Linked DNA regions of Bos taurus: region 2 is linked to region 1. Evidence: chromatin contacts called from public Hi-C data. All regions are on one chromosome and are shown on one strand. Each heading gives the region's core, a stretch centred on a gene start, on an enhancer-like site or on the middle of the called end of the contact. The rest is flanking DNA. Distances are from core to core; before and after follow the strand shown. Region 1 overlaps LOC101902235 (a long non-coding RNA gene). Region 2 holds the start of RCN1 (reticulocalbin 1).

Evidence for each region. Hi-C and Micro-C count contacts between places; a contact is called where the count stands out from the background.
Region 2: a contact with region 1 is called in a Hi-C map of liver, with 2.7 times the contacts expected there. The contact joins the promoter of RCN1 here to the enhancer-like site in region 1. A contact is called at or near these places in 2 of 11 Hi-C or Micro-C datasets (liver and skeletal muscle).

What each region holds. Positions count from the first base shown.
Region 1 is chr15:62,815,252-62,821,882 of ARS-UCD2.0, reverse strand. All of the region lies in intron 2 of LOC101902235 (a long non-coding RNA gene), which reads left to right. Among named protein-coding and RNA genes, the nearest start is that of TRNAR-CCU, 18 kb to the left of the region's middle. Within about 2 kb of position 3,327, at least 3 of the 102 cell types and tissues checked have an H3K27ac peak or open chromatin away from gene starts, as enhancers often do. A contact at or near this core is called in liver, where this site is marked.
Region 2 is chr15:62,850,353-62,856,983 of ARS-UCD2.0, reverse strand. It overlaps RCN1 (reticulocalbin 1), which reads right to left and starts at 2,521. Exons shown (of 6, transcript NM_001103221.1): 1 at 2,204-2,521. The coding sequence starts at 2,457.

The sequences.
Region 1 (6,631 bases), core at 2,078-4,577:
TGATTACAGAGGCTAGAAGTCTGAAGCCCTGCAGTTGGCAGTTTCATTGACTCTCTCTTATATGCTGCCAGAGCCTCTGTTCCCTACAGATGTTGAGTCAAGGACTCCCAGGAGGTATCACACATAGACTCAGAAATTTGTCGTCTTTAAATTGCTGCACAGCCATGGTCATTCTCTCCTACCCTGGCCCTTTGCAGATGTCAGTTACGTGCACATTCACTTGAGGTAAGGATATTGATATCCATGCCAGGAGTATGTCTCTACTGCTCCCAGGATGGCATCCTCAAGGATTCAAGAGCTGGGTTGTAAGCAGAAGTGAGCAAAGATCCCTTCAAGTTACATAGAATCTTCCATGAAAATGACTCCTCCAGCTTCTTCTGCAGCCCTTCTCCCCATAGCCTACTCATTGATTTAACAAACATTTAATGAGCATCTACTACATTCTAGCTGAACAGTGGCTCACAGATGGTTGGCAGCTGGGCTGAACCAAAGGTGCCTATTGTGTTGGCATTGGGATACTGGAGAGCCGGGCAGATTCTGCCTCTTCCTCAGACCCAAGTGCCCAGAGGCCACAGTGCTTGCTCTCCTGAAGCCTTGGCAGCTAAAAGGATGAGGGCAGGAGGACACATAAGGATTATGCAATGATGATCTTTGACAGTAAGAACCATTGGATCTTCATTGGATCCTCTGCTGGCTTCTGGCTAGTATGTTATTTTGAAACAGAAATAGATTAAAACAAATAGAGCTTTTCCCCCTTTTCTTATCTGCCCTCTTCTGAGATTTTCTATCCATGCCTGAGCCTAAAAACACCAGAGTATGGGGAGCTGATAAGCTCTTTCTACCCAAAGAGGACTATGTATTTTAAAGGAAAACAAGGTCCCTGTAATGGTCAACATAGCCAGGGATGGCACAACTTAAGTTAGTTGGGTTCTAAATTTACTGAGCAGAGTAAAGATCACTGGCCATTAAACTAACCCTAACAAAGGCCCGTCTAGTCAAGGCTATGGTTTTTCCAGTGGTCATGTATGGATGTGAGAGTTGGACTGTGAAGAAAGCTGAGTGCCAAAGAATTGATGCTTTTGAACTGTGGTGTTGGAGAAGACTCTTGAGAGTCCCTTGGACTGCAAGGAGATCTAACCAGTCCATTCTAAAGGGGATCAGTCCTGGGTGTTCTTTGGAAGGAATGATGCTAAAGCTGAAACTCCAGTACTTTGGCCACCTCATGTGAAGAGTTGACTCATTGGAAAAGACCCTGATGCTGGGAGGAATTGGGGGCAGGAAGAGAAGGGAATGACAGAGGATGAGATGGCTGGATGGCATCACTAACTCGATGGATGTGAGTCTGAGTGAACTCCAGGAGTTGGTGATGGACAGGGTGGCCTGGTGTGCTGCAATTCATGGGGTTGCAAAGAGTTGGACACGACTGAGCGACTGAACTGAACTGAACTGAGCTGAGAATTCAAAATCCCATAGGTATGGTTTTGTGGATCCCAAGCTACAACTTAATATGTCCAACACAACAGTTTTTCTGTGAACATCGGAACAGTTTGCTATTTCTATACTTGCGCACCAGATGAGATACTCGGCTTCTGTTTAGGAATCATAATAAATGCAAAGTAGCTCTGCTTTTTGTTCTTTGTTTTATTTTAGCTAAGTGTGAGCAGTTTGCATATATTTAAATAAGTGTGTCAATGATGTGAACTCGCTGTAATGTCTACTGATGAATAATATGTCAGTTATTTTGTTGTGTAACATTTAAAAAATAATTCAAAATCTTTCCTATTTCCCACCCCACCCCCAAGTTTTTGCTTTCAAAAATTTCAAACCTAGAGAACAGTTAGAAAGCAATATAATGATAATGCATACTCACAGATCCTTCACCTAGATTCATCAGTTGGTGGTATTTTGCCACATTAATGTTATCTCTCTCCCTAATACACACACATGCACACATACACACACAGAGTGGACTCACTACAATAGGCTTTCATAGAGGGAATAAACTCTTGTAACAGGCACTAAGGTAAACTGAACATCAGCATCCTGGAATTCTTTCTTGGGTGCCCTTCTTGACATCACTCCCTGAGGGAAATCACTGTCCTGGCTCCTAATACTTAAATGAGTTTTGTCTTCCAACTTTATGGAAATAGAATCATGTTTTACATACCCTTCTTGAACTTAGCTTCTCTTATTCAACACTGAGATTCATCCAAGTTGTGTGCGGTAGTCTTTTCTGTTTAGCCCCTCCTTGCGGCTGTTGCTGTTCAGGGCACTAACTTTTTTGAAGAGTGCCCTGTGATCTGGACTTACTTGGTCCTTTTCTCTGAATTAGACTCAGCTTAAACATTTTGGCGGGCTTCCCTTGTGGCTCAGCTGGTAAAGAATCCACCTGCAATGTGGGAGACCTGGGTTCAATCCCTAGGTTGGGAAGATCCCCTGGAGAAGGGAAAGGCTACCCACTCCAGTATTCTGCCCTGGAGAATACTGTATAGTCCATGGGGTCACAAAGAGTTGGACACAACTGAGCGACTTTCACTTTCTTAAACATGTTGGAGCACACAACAAAGGGGAGGTTGTGTGCTTCCCATTGCATCTCACAAGAAGGCATGTAGTGTCATTGTGTCCCTTGATCGCTGAGTGATGCTAAGCTTGATGGCTTCGTTAAGCAGCTCTCTGGCAGGTCTCTCCACTGTGAAGATACCTTCCCTTTGGTAATTAACGAGAAGTCTTTGGGAAGATACCCTGAGATCATGTAAACGTCCTGATGACCAACCAACATTTTGTTGTTGTTGTTGTTTAGTCACTAAGTCCTGTCCGACTCTTTTGCAACCCCGTGGACTATGGCCCGCCAGGCTTCTCTGTCCATGGGACTCTCCAGACAAGAATATTGGAGTGGGTTGCCATTTCTTCTCCACGGGATCTTCCCGATCCAGGAATTGAACAGTGCATCTCCTGCATTGGCAGGGGGATTCTCTACCATTGAACTACCAGGGAAGCCCAATCAGTATTTTATTTAATGGTTTTAGCATTTGTGGATGATCCCTGCTTGAGTCAATTATTTCATTGAAGTTGAAATTCTCTTATATTTATAAGGAAATTCTCTTATAAAATTAAAACACTCAAGTATGTTTACTCTTCCAATCCCCCAACTCTTGCAGAGATACAAGACGAACATGCAGGTTATTCTCTTTCTCCTCTGAGTTTCACTTTCTGCCATAACTGTCCTATTTTGTCACCCTGGGAGGCTGACCCTGAACCCTGCACCACCTCAATTCCCTTGCAACTGGGTTTCTGGTTGGGTGTGCCCATGGGAGCATGTTACTGGCAAGTCATCCAAGGGCAGGGGAAGAGAGGTCAGGGTGCCCCAACTCCCCTGCTTCTGGCAGTAGCTGTGTCCCTGATCACTGGAGGCCCCACCCCGCGCTCTCCACAGTGCAGCTAGCTTCCTCCTCTTCAGGTCTGGGTGCTTCAATATTTCTTGTTTGTATACAGTGAACACTGTCCATGAGTCCTTTAGTTAAAAATCTCCTTAATTAAACCATCTGAGAAATCCTGCTTCCTGCCAAGACTCTGATTCAGTGAATTTCACTTCAGATCCCCAGTTCTGATCTGAATGATAGAGTTTTAATTTTGTTTCTGTCAATTGGCATCACTTGACAAGGCTGCATCTGTCAGAGGAGTAAAGACAAACTTCAGGGAGAAACAAAGAAAAAAAGGAAGAGCCGACAGTTCCAGCAGGGGAGGTCTTGGATCCTGACTTTCCTGAGCTTGGATCCATGCATTTTTTCCCCGAAGTTGGAGTCCATGAACTAATAAGTTCACTTTTTTAATTTATGTCCATTTAAATTGAGTTTGTGTCATTGCATCCCAAGAGCCCTGATATCTGGGGACAGCACAAGGAGTCAGCAGTTTGCAGGAGCAGAGATGGGAGGTTCTAGAAACATGGCACGTTCTCTTCTATTTGTTTGAAGAGTGTAACACTATAGCTCTTTACTCCTGTCTTGATTGCCTCTAGGTGCTTAAATAAAATATTAAACGACTTCCTATCTTCCATCTTTCTTGTGTCCATTTCCTTGAAAGCAACCTTTGCCTGGTTGAACTGGGGCAGGTCTTTTCTGCGTTGTTCATTGCTCACAGGGAGGACGGGCTGCAGGGAAACTGCCAGAAAGGACAGGCAGTGCCCCAGGGCTGGTAACAGTGGGCACCATGACCACCCTGAGCCTGAAGGGGCAAGGAGAGGGGCATTAGTAAAGCCTGGACACAGAGAGGGCAGTGTAGCCACTTGACAGGAGCTGTGAGCTCCAGGTGAAGGGCACAGCCAGCTCCTGACAGCTCTGAAGCGAGGAAAGTGAAATGAAAGTTGCTCAGTCGTGTCCGACTTTTTGCAACCCCATGGATTATCCAGCCCATGGAATTCTCCAGGCCAGCATACTGAAGTGGGTAGCCTTTCCCTTCTTCAGGGGATCTTCCCAACCCAGGAAGTAAACCAGGGTCTCCTGCACTGCAGGCAGATTCTTTACCAACTGAGCTATCAGGGAAGCCCAAAGTGAGGAAACTAGAAGAATAACCACTCCAGCCCCACGTGCCTCTCTCCCTCCAATTTCCTGCCACTGGAGCAAATTTCCCCCAAAAATATCTTGAGGTTGAAAGAATACTGGCTTTTTAACTGGAACACTGGGTTCAAATCCTCCACCATAAATGCTCTTCTTTTCCGCGACCTTACTTCTTCTGAGTATCAGTTTCTTCACTATACGATGGAGCGCAAATACCCACATATAGACTTAGATGAAGACCAATGCATATGAGATAAACGTACAAGAAATTGTTTTCTAATGCACAGCCGCATTCTGCTAATGTAAGGAATTATAATGATGAACCCAGCAAAGAGTGTTCTGTGGCAAACACTTTTCTGGTGATCTTCCTTTCTGCTCTCTTGTTGACTCAGTACTCATCAACAGATGACTCCATTTTAACCTAAGTGTCCTTTGCCCAAGCTAATTGCTAATTTAGACTTAAATTGTGCCCAACTCACGATTAGAATTCAAACCTTGGAACTCCATTAGGGATGCATAATGCTACATTTTCCTTCACTGAAATTAATCAGCTGCAAATGATTAAATTACTATATATAGTGTGAAACACAACAAAGCTGTAATTTTTATATAAATTCCAGAATGTTACATTATTTCCCTTCAGCACTGACATCAAAATAATTCCTCCACAATCATTGCTTTGTCTTCTATAAAAATAAAACTGTAAAAACCCATTGCTTTTCAAGCGTACCAGAGTCTGCATTCAACATTTAATATGATTAATGTTTACTGTATTTGTTGTGGGGTTGTCTGCTAATTGTGGCGTTAAGCCGCACCCCCTTCATCATCTTTGGGGGCTGAGGGATGTTGGTTCAGAACCACTGTTAGAAAAAGTATCAATTAAAATTCAGCTTCGTTGAGCACATGAATCTTTTTTGTTGTTTGTTGTGGTGCCCGGCCTATCTGGGGGCAACACTCTGCTTCTCTCCCCCTCTCCTCACTGCAGGAAGAGATTGAGATTCTAGGCAACTTCTCAGTGAGGATATAGCCTGTGGAAAAGCCCCAGGCTTGCTCAACAGGCATGTGGGTACTGGGGTATCTAGCATGAAATCCCAACTGAGTGCTTCCCTGGCAAAACCCTCCACCACTGGAATGAGACCAGTGATTAAGGAAGGTCTGGATGTAGGTGAGTCAAGCGAGGCATATCCAGGGGCTAAAGCTGAGACAGCCACCATTGTGCATACATGACCAGGTGGGGAGCCACTTCACAGCCACCTCCCTCTTAAGGACCTCACCTCCTTACATACTGCTCCCCAGGAACTTCACTCGCATCCCACTCTGATTAAGAGGACCCACTTGAGAGTCAGGAAACCTGAATGGCGACCCCGTGTTCCCCGGATGGCCTATTGCCGTCATAGACCTCAGATTCATCTCTTAACCTCTCTGGGTCTTTGCTTTTTTATCTAGAAAGTGGCAATGATCGCCTCTGCTAGAAAGATTTAGGACTGAGGCAGCGCTTTGTCAACTGAAGGATGCCCTCCAGGCGAGGGGATCATGGTTAGAGTAGCCAGTCATTCTCTGGCTAGCTTCCCCATCAGAGCAAGTCCACTGGTTCCCATCTCCAAACCCCTGCAGTGTTTTTGAGGGGCAGCCCTGGACAAAGTCTTGAAAAGGCAGCTGGCCAACAACTCTCAGCCCCTAGATGACCTCAAAGCCCAGGGAAGGGGTCTCCCATGGCTGCTGCCACCCACAGCACCTTCCAGATAGTGAGGCTCCATCCTTCTCTGGCTCTGAGGACCAGCTGTGCCAACCTGGGGCCATGGCAGAGGTACAGTGATCTCTTCTCTCGCCCTCCCCCATTCCTGTCAATTCCAAGGGACAACTGCCTTGCTCTCCCAGGCTATCTCAAAGAATATGTGGACAAATTTCTCTTGGTAGCCTTGCTTACTCCAGAGCCCATGCACACGACCAGGAAGGCTGACTTCAAAGTCTTCTCTCTCATGAGCTTGGTCCTTCCTCTCATCTCCCTTACCTCTGTTGAAACTTGCCCCCAGATACACGATCACTCCTTTCCACCCAGCACTTGAGTTCCACATTTG
Region 2 (6,631 bases), core at 1,272-3,771, 36 kb before region 1:
TGTAGGTGAGCAGTGTGTCTACTGTCCCTGCAGTGGCTCAGGCCAGAGACCAGAGGCCACTCTAGATTGCTCCCTCCTCTCCCCGCCCCCGCCACGCTGAGCCAAGAGCAAGCACTGCCAGTTCCAGCCCCAACGTGGCTCAGGGTTCAGCCTCTCCCACCGTGCCTGATTCAGGCACTCACGGCCACCCCATGCCCCAGGCCCCCCCTCTGTGCCTCGGTTATGTTCTCTGCCCTGCTGCCAGTCCAGCTTTCCTAATGCATTTTGGGATAATAACGTTTCTACCATGTACAGGATAATGTCTAATCTCCACCTCACAAAAGTCCCTCTGTCCTGCCTTGGCCTCCTCGCCACTCCCACCTCCCACTTCCCTGTCCCTTTACTGTCCCAATACCCAGAATCCAAAGGAACAGATTTAAAACTGTCTATAAGCAGGCTGTTCTTTCTTCAGGAATGCCTTTCCCTGTTCATAAGCTTGGTGACCTCTGAGTCATGCCACAAGCCCTGGTCAGATGACATCCCAACCCCCCCCAAACCCCTGTCTCCAGCCTGAAGCTTTCGGGGGCTCCTCCTAGATGTGGTCACTAGGGCTTTTACATGCCACCATCACAGCAATTATGCGTAGCATCTGCTCCAACCTCTCTTCTCTGCATATGATTATAAGTACTTTATGGCCTAGAGCATAAGGTTTTATTTTTGTAGTTGTCAGGTATCTAACACCCTGCTGAGCACATAGCAGTCTTTCAAAAAATTTTTTTTTCATTAGTAAATGAATGCAGCAAAAGTCTTCATCCAAGGGTCAAATACATCACCACTAGGCTTACTTGTCCTGCTCTAACCACTAAGCTTACTTGTCCTGATGAAGGCATATACTGGAAGCTTTAGGATGGAAAACTAGAATTCCCTTCTCCAGTTCCTCAAACCTCTCCTCCTCCTCACTGGTGACAAACGGCTTCCACCCAGGGCCCCTGAATAAATCAGCCTCCAAGTGCCTCAAAGCAATACAATGGACTGAACTCATCAATGGCCCCCATTGTTAAGACTCAAACTAGAAGAGAAAGTACTTCTCTGCAGAATAAAACGTGATTGTTAGGAGGTGACTTTGAAGTTCAAAGATCCTTTCTATCAGCGCAGGCAGATGGTGCACCTACACAATAGGTGTAATTTAGCCTCACAGTCTGTCCAATCACACTGGCCTCTGGTGGCCCCATCCGCACAGGGACGGCTGTGTTCTTTTTCCCTGTAGCAGAGCAGAAAGACCTCCACCCCTGGGAAGCAGATTCCTGGAGGCCTGGTGCCCAGTAGGCAGGGCTCTTGGGACCCTCCCCAGCCAGGTCTCCATCAGGGCTCAGGCTGGCTGTAGACTCCTCTGTGGAAGGGTTTCCAGAGAACCTCTGACAGCGCTCAAGTGTCCCTCCAGGGCCTGTGCAGAGGGTGCACTGAGATGTACCCACGTTTTGTTTCCGAGGCTTGGTTCCTGACTCAGCTGCGTTCAAGGGTGAAATTCACAACCTGCCATCACACCACCCTCCAGCCTTTTGCCCTCGGCTGCCAACAGAAGATGCTGGAGACAGAAACGAAGGGACCAGTTTCCATTCCCACCCCTCCATCCCTATCTCCTAATGCCCCTCCCTTCTTAATAGCAGGATTCTCATACTCCCTACTTCAGATATGGGGGCGACTGAGCAGAAGACAAGAACACCTCAGTCCCAGCCCTGGGACACGGTCCAGGAATCAAGCCTCCGCCTGCCCCTTCCTCTTTTATCCATTAACGATCATCCTTGAGACCTTAGCAGTGTCTCCTGCCTCCCCTCTTGGAATGGGAGAAGACAGAAACCAGGAGGGTGGGGAAGAACTCCTATCACTAAAAGGCCACCGTGGACAAATTCTTCTTTTGTACGCTCCCTCCCCTCTCTTCTGATGCAACCCGGGGGAGGGGGCGGGCCCTGGCCGTCCTGGCTCCGGAGACCGCTGCCACGTTCTCGCCTCCCCGCGGCAAGCCATCCCGGCCCTGGGCGGCGATCTCCATGCAAGGTCCCGGCGCCCGCGGGCAAACTTTGCTTCAGCCCCGCCGCCCGGCCCGCCCGGCCCACGCCCTCGGGTCCCGGCGCCGATTTCGCTTTCGCTTTGCGGCCGGTGCCCAGGGCGGCTCCGGCCCGAGGGGCCCCGCCGGCACCTGCGGCGTCCCCGAGCGCGGCCTCACCCCAGCCTCTCCTTGCTCTCCTCCGAGGTGAGCTGGTCGAAGGTCTTGGAGTCCTCCTTGCCCAGGAAGGCCTCGTGGTCGTACTGGAAGCTCTGGTTGTCCTCGGCCGGCCGCTCGCCCAGGTCCGAGTCGGGCCGCACCACGCGCTCCTTGCGCACGGTGGGCTTGGCCCACAGCGCCGGAGGCGCCAGCAGCAGCGCCAGCAGCAGCCCCAGGGCCAGCCCCAGGTGGCGACCGCGGCCGCCGCGCGCCATCGTCCGGAGGAGAGCGCGGCCCGCGGGAAGGCTCCGAGCGAGCGACGAGCGGCGGCTCGGGAATGGGGGCTTAGAGCGCGCGCGGCGGCGGCGGGGCTGGGGCCAGGGCCGGCGCCGGGAGGGAGGGGACGGGCCGGCCCCTCGGCCAGCGCCCGCCCCGTGCCAGAGCTGAGGGGCGCGCCCCGGGCGGCGGGCAGGAGAGCGCCGGACAGCCCCGCTCACGAGCCCATTGGCCGCCGGGCTGCGGGGGGAGGCCGGAGCCGCGGAGCCACGTCGCCCGCCCGGGTGGTGGGCGCGGGGCTCGGGTTTCGCCTGGGCCCCTCCCCGCGATCTCGTAGCGAGGGGCGGGCCCAGGCGGACTGGGCCGGAGACTGGAGGGCTCCTTAGAAGACCGGGAAGTTCTTTGTCGAGCAACAGATGTTCGGGGTAAAACTCCCTCTCTCTTTTTCCAGTTCCGGAGAACTGAGAGGAGGGAGGCGCTGCCCCCCGCACCCGCCCCAACTTCCGACTCAGCTCTAGACCCCGCCTCAAGATGTGCTCTTAAAACAAACTCAACCCCACTTAACCAAACTTGGGGTTCCCTGGCGGCTCAGACGGTAAAGAATCCGCCTGCAATGCGGGAGACCTGGGTTCGATCCCTGGGTTGGGAAGATCCCCTGGAGAAGGAATGGCAACCCACTCCAGTATTCTGGCCTGGAGAATTCCATGGACTGTATAGTCCATGGGGTCGCAAAGAGTCGGACAGGACTGAGCGACTTTCACTCTCTTAACCAAACCTGGGAGTCTGGTTACAAATTCAAGAGACTGGAAGGAGACCCGGGTGGGCGAGGTCTTCTGGAAACCAGGGTCGCAAACCTGGTGCTGGAGGAGGGCCAGATGACTTCAACATGAGGCGGGACCATCTACCTTGAGCAGCCCTGTGCACTCCCGCTGCCAGCAGAAGTGCAGGCCCCAAGCAGATCTCAAAAGAATCAGGATCTTGGATGTCCGCTTTCATTTCTAAAGGATGGCAACTCACTTTACAAAAATACCGCTTGTCTTGAACAAATCTTATCTGTATCTTTTCATCACTATGTGTAGTGATGAAAACGTTCTGTATCTGGGCTGCCCAATAGGGAGTGGCTAGTGATGACTCAGTAAAGAATCCGCCTGCAATGCGGGAGGCCTGGATTCGATCCCTGGGTTGGGAAGTTCCCCTAGAGAGGTGTTGTTACCTGGAGAATCCCATGGACAGAGGAGCCTGGCAGGCTACAGTCCATGGGGTCGCAAAAAGGTGGACACGACTGAGTGACTTTCAGTTACTTCCTTTAGTGAGCACACCAGACAGGTAGCTAGTAACTGAGGCATTGATAGTTGAACTTAAATTGAAATTTAAATAGCCACACGTGGCTAGTGGCTATCATACAGGACAGTTCAGGTGAACCACTAATTCTTCGTGTGTCACAGCCTTTTGAAACTCATTGGAAACTGTGGACCTTCTTATAGAAAAATGTACCCAGAGCTGCTGGCTTGAATGTTTGATTGAAGTGACAGAGGATGCATGGCTCTTTGGAAGCCCCACTCGTGTGCCTCAGGTTAAGAATCCCTAGGAAACTAAACTTACTTGTGGTTGAAGAGGACCCCTACCCCCCATTCCCACCGCCCCCTGCCCGGGACAGCTGTGCTCCCAGAGCTTTTCCACCATCTTGCTCTGTCTCCCATCCCTGATTCTCTAGAATCCACTGGGCTGTATTTTTTGCTCTTACAATAAGGATGTCAGGACATTATCAACAGCAGTATAGATCCAAGTACCCATCTTTTGAAGGCTTCTTTCAATCGGTTAGTGAATAATGATCCATGACCTAAGCACTGGACTGGCTGCTGAGGATACAAAAGGGAACATGACAGTCATGGTTTCTGTAGAGCTGTAGTGTATGTGAACAAATATTCACTCACTTACTCATTCATTCAATATACTGAGCAGTCAGGGCTAGGCTGGGTACTGATTTACTGAGTAGCCACAGATTGCAAATCAGCATGACAAGTTAGGAAGGACTCAGTATCATGGACTATGGTGGAGGGGATGGATTAGGGAAGGCCTTCTGGAAGAAGGGACATTTAAACAGAGACAAAAGGTGAGGGGGATAAGCCCGACAGCAGGGGTCTGAATATATGAGAGGATAAGGTCTTGTGTGAATTGACAGCAGCAGAACTTGAGGAGATGTCCCTGTGATCCTGTACCTCCCATCAGCTGGAAGAGAGACCTGGCAGAGGGACATATTCTTTGGTGCCTCACCCCACCAGCACTGCCTTTGCATTAGACAGAAAGTGCTGTGCTTGAGTAGTGAGTCGCCCACTGCCTGTCCAGAGGTTAGGATTTCAAACAATAGAGAAGCATTACTTTGGGTTTGTAAGAGCTCCCAAAAAAAAGGCATGGCCCCTGAGGCAGGTAACTTAGTACCTTCTGTGTTCTTGTGACAGGCAAGATGAGATTTGTTGAGTGGGGAGAGGGGGGAGGGGGTGGAGGTGGGCCAAGAGGCAGAGTGGAAAGAAGCACAGAAAAAGGTCAGAGCTAGAGAAAGAGAAGGATAGTTCAGTTGAGTTCAGTCACTCAGTCATGTCCGACTCTTTGCAACCCGGTGGACTGCAGCACGCCAGGCCTCCTTGTCCATCACCAACTCCCAGAGAGTTGGTGATGCCATCCAACCATCTCATCCTCTGTCATCCCCTTCTCCTCCCACCTCAGTCTTTCCCAGCATCAGGGTCTTTTCAAATGAGTCAGTTCTTCGCATCAGGTGTCCAAAGTATTGGAGTTTCAGTTTCAACATCAGTCCTTCCGATGAATATTCAGGACTGATCTCCTTTAGAATGGACTGGTTGGATCTCCTTGCTGTCCAGGGGACTCTCAAGAGTCTTCTCCAACACCACAGTAAGGACGGAGGAAATGAGAAAGTGGGTGGAGACTAGAGACAGTCTTTACTTTTTGCAACATTGCCAGCGGCAGGCCCTGACCCCAGGGATTGAGAATTGCACATCCTTTGCCCCAATTCTAGTTGGTTTCCTGCCAGACACTAGTAGTTTTCAACAGTTAGATTGTTCCAGAGGTAGTCTTGGCTCCCGTGGGAATTACAAGAGAATTCCAGCACTGCTGTGCAGGGGGAAGTTTACATCATTTCCCCTGAGCTTGCCTACATTCTCTGTTTGGTATCCACTTATTATTTATTTATTTAGCTGCGTAGGGTCTTATTTGCATCATGGGGGGTTTTTTGCTCCAGTGCACAGACTCTCTAGTTGTGGCATATTGGTTCAGTAGTTGGGGCACACAGGCTTAGTTACTTCACGGCTTGTGGGATCTTAGTTCCCCAACCAGGGATTGAACCCACGGTCGCCTGCATTGCAAGACAGATTCTTAACTACTGGACCACCAGGGAAGTCCCCTACATTCTCTTCTTTTATATTTTCATCCCTCTACTATCCTATGAGAGTTAAGTCCTCTCAACCAGAGGGTCAGGAGTAAGTGATGATATTAAACAGTCAAGGTGTTTCACTGTGTAATTGCTTTCTTTCATCTTAAAAATTGCCTTCTATTTCTTCCTATGTGCATGTATAGCTAAGTATGCTGTCATTTTTAATCTTTATTCCTGATGAGGCAAAGGAAGCAGAAGCAAGGGGAGTGACATTTAACAGCAGGTTGTACCAGTGGAAAGGAAAAGCAAATGTCAAAAAGGTGAGCTAGTATGCTAATCTGCTATTTCTGGCTGCAAATAATGTCATCAAAACAAAATCCAGCCAGAAGTTACTAAAACAATAGGAAAACCTTGTCATCTATGGAACAAAAAGTCTCGTGTTAGATCAGTTTCGGAGTGTTTCATTCAAGTGGTTTGATGACGTCAGTAAGGAACCAGGTTTTCTGTTTTGTTTTTTTCTCTGAGAGGCATGGGGGAAAAAGTGTTTCCTCTCTATATTGGGAAGAAGATTTTTCCAGCAGACATCCCTTCACATCTCATTGGCCAGAAGTGTGTCACAGGCCTATGCCAGATCCAGTGACAGGCAAGGGGACTGGAATTTCCAGGGCTGATTTAGGCAAATCACAATTCACTTCCTGGGGATGGAAGATATGTAGCTTCCTGTGAACCACGTGGTTAGAGTTCTGTTGGCAGGGAAGAGCAAGTTGATGGCTGTGTCTACTAGGAGC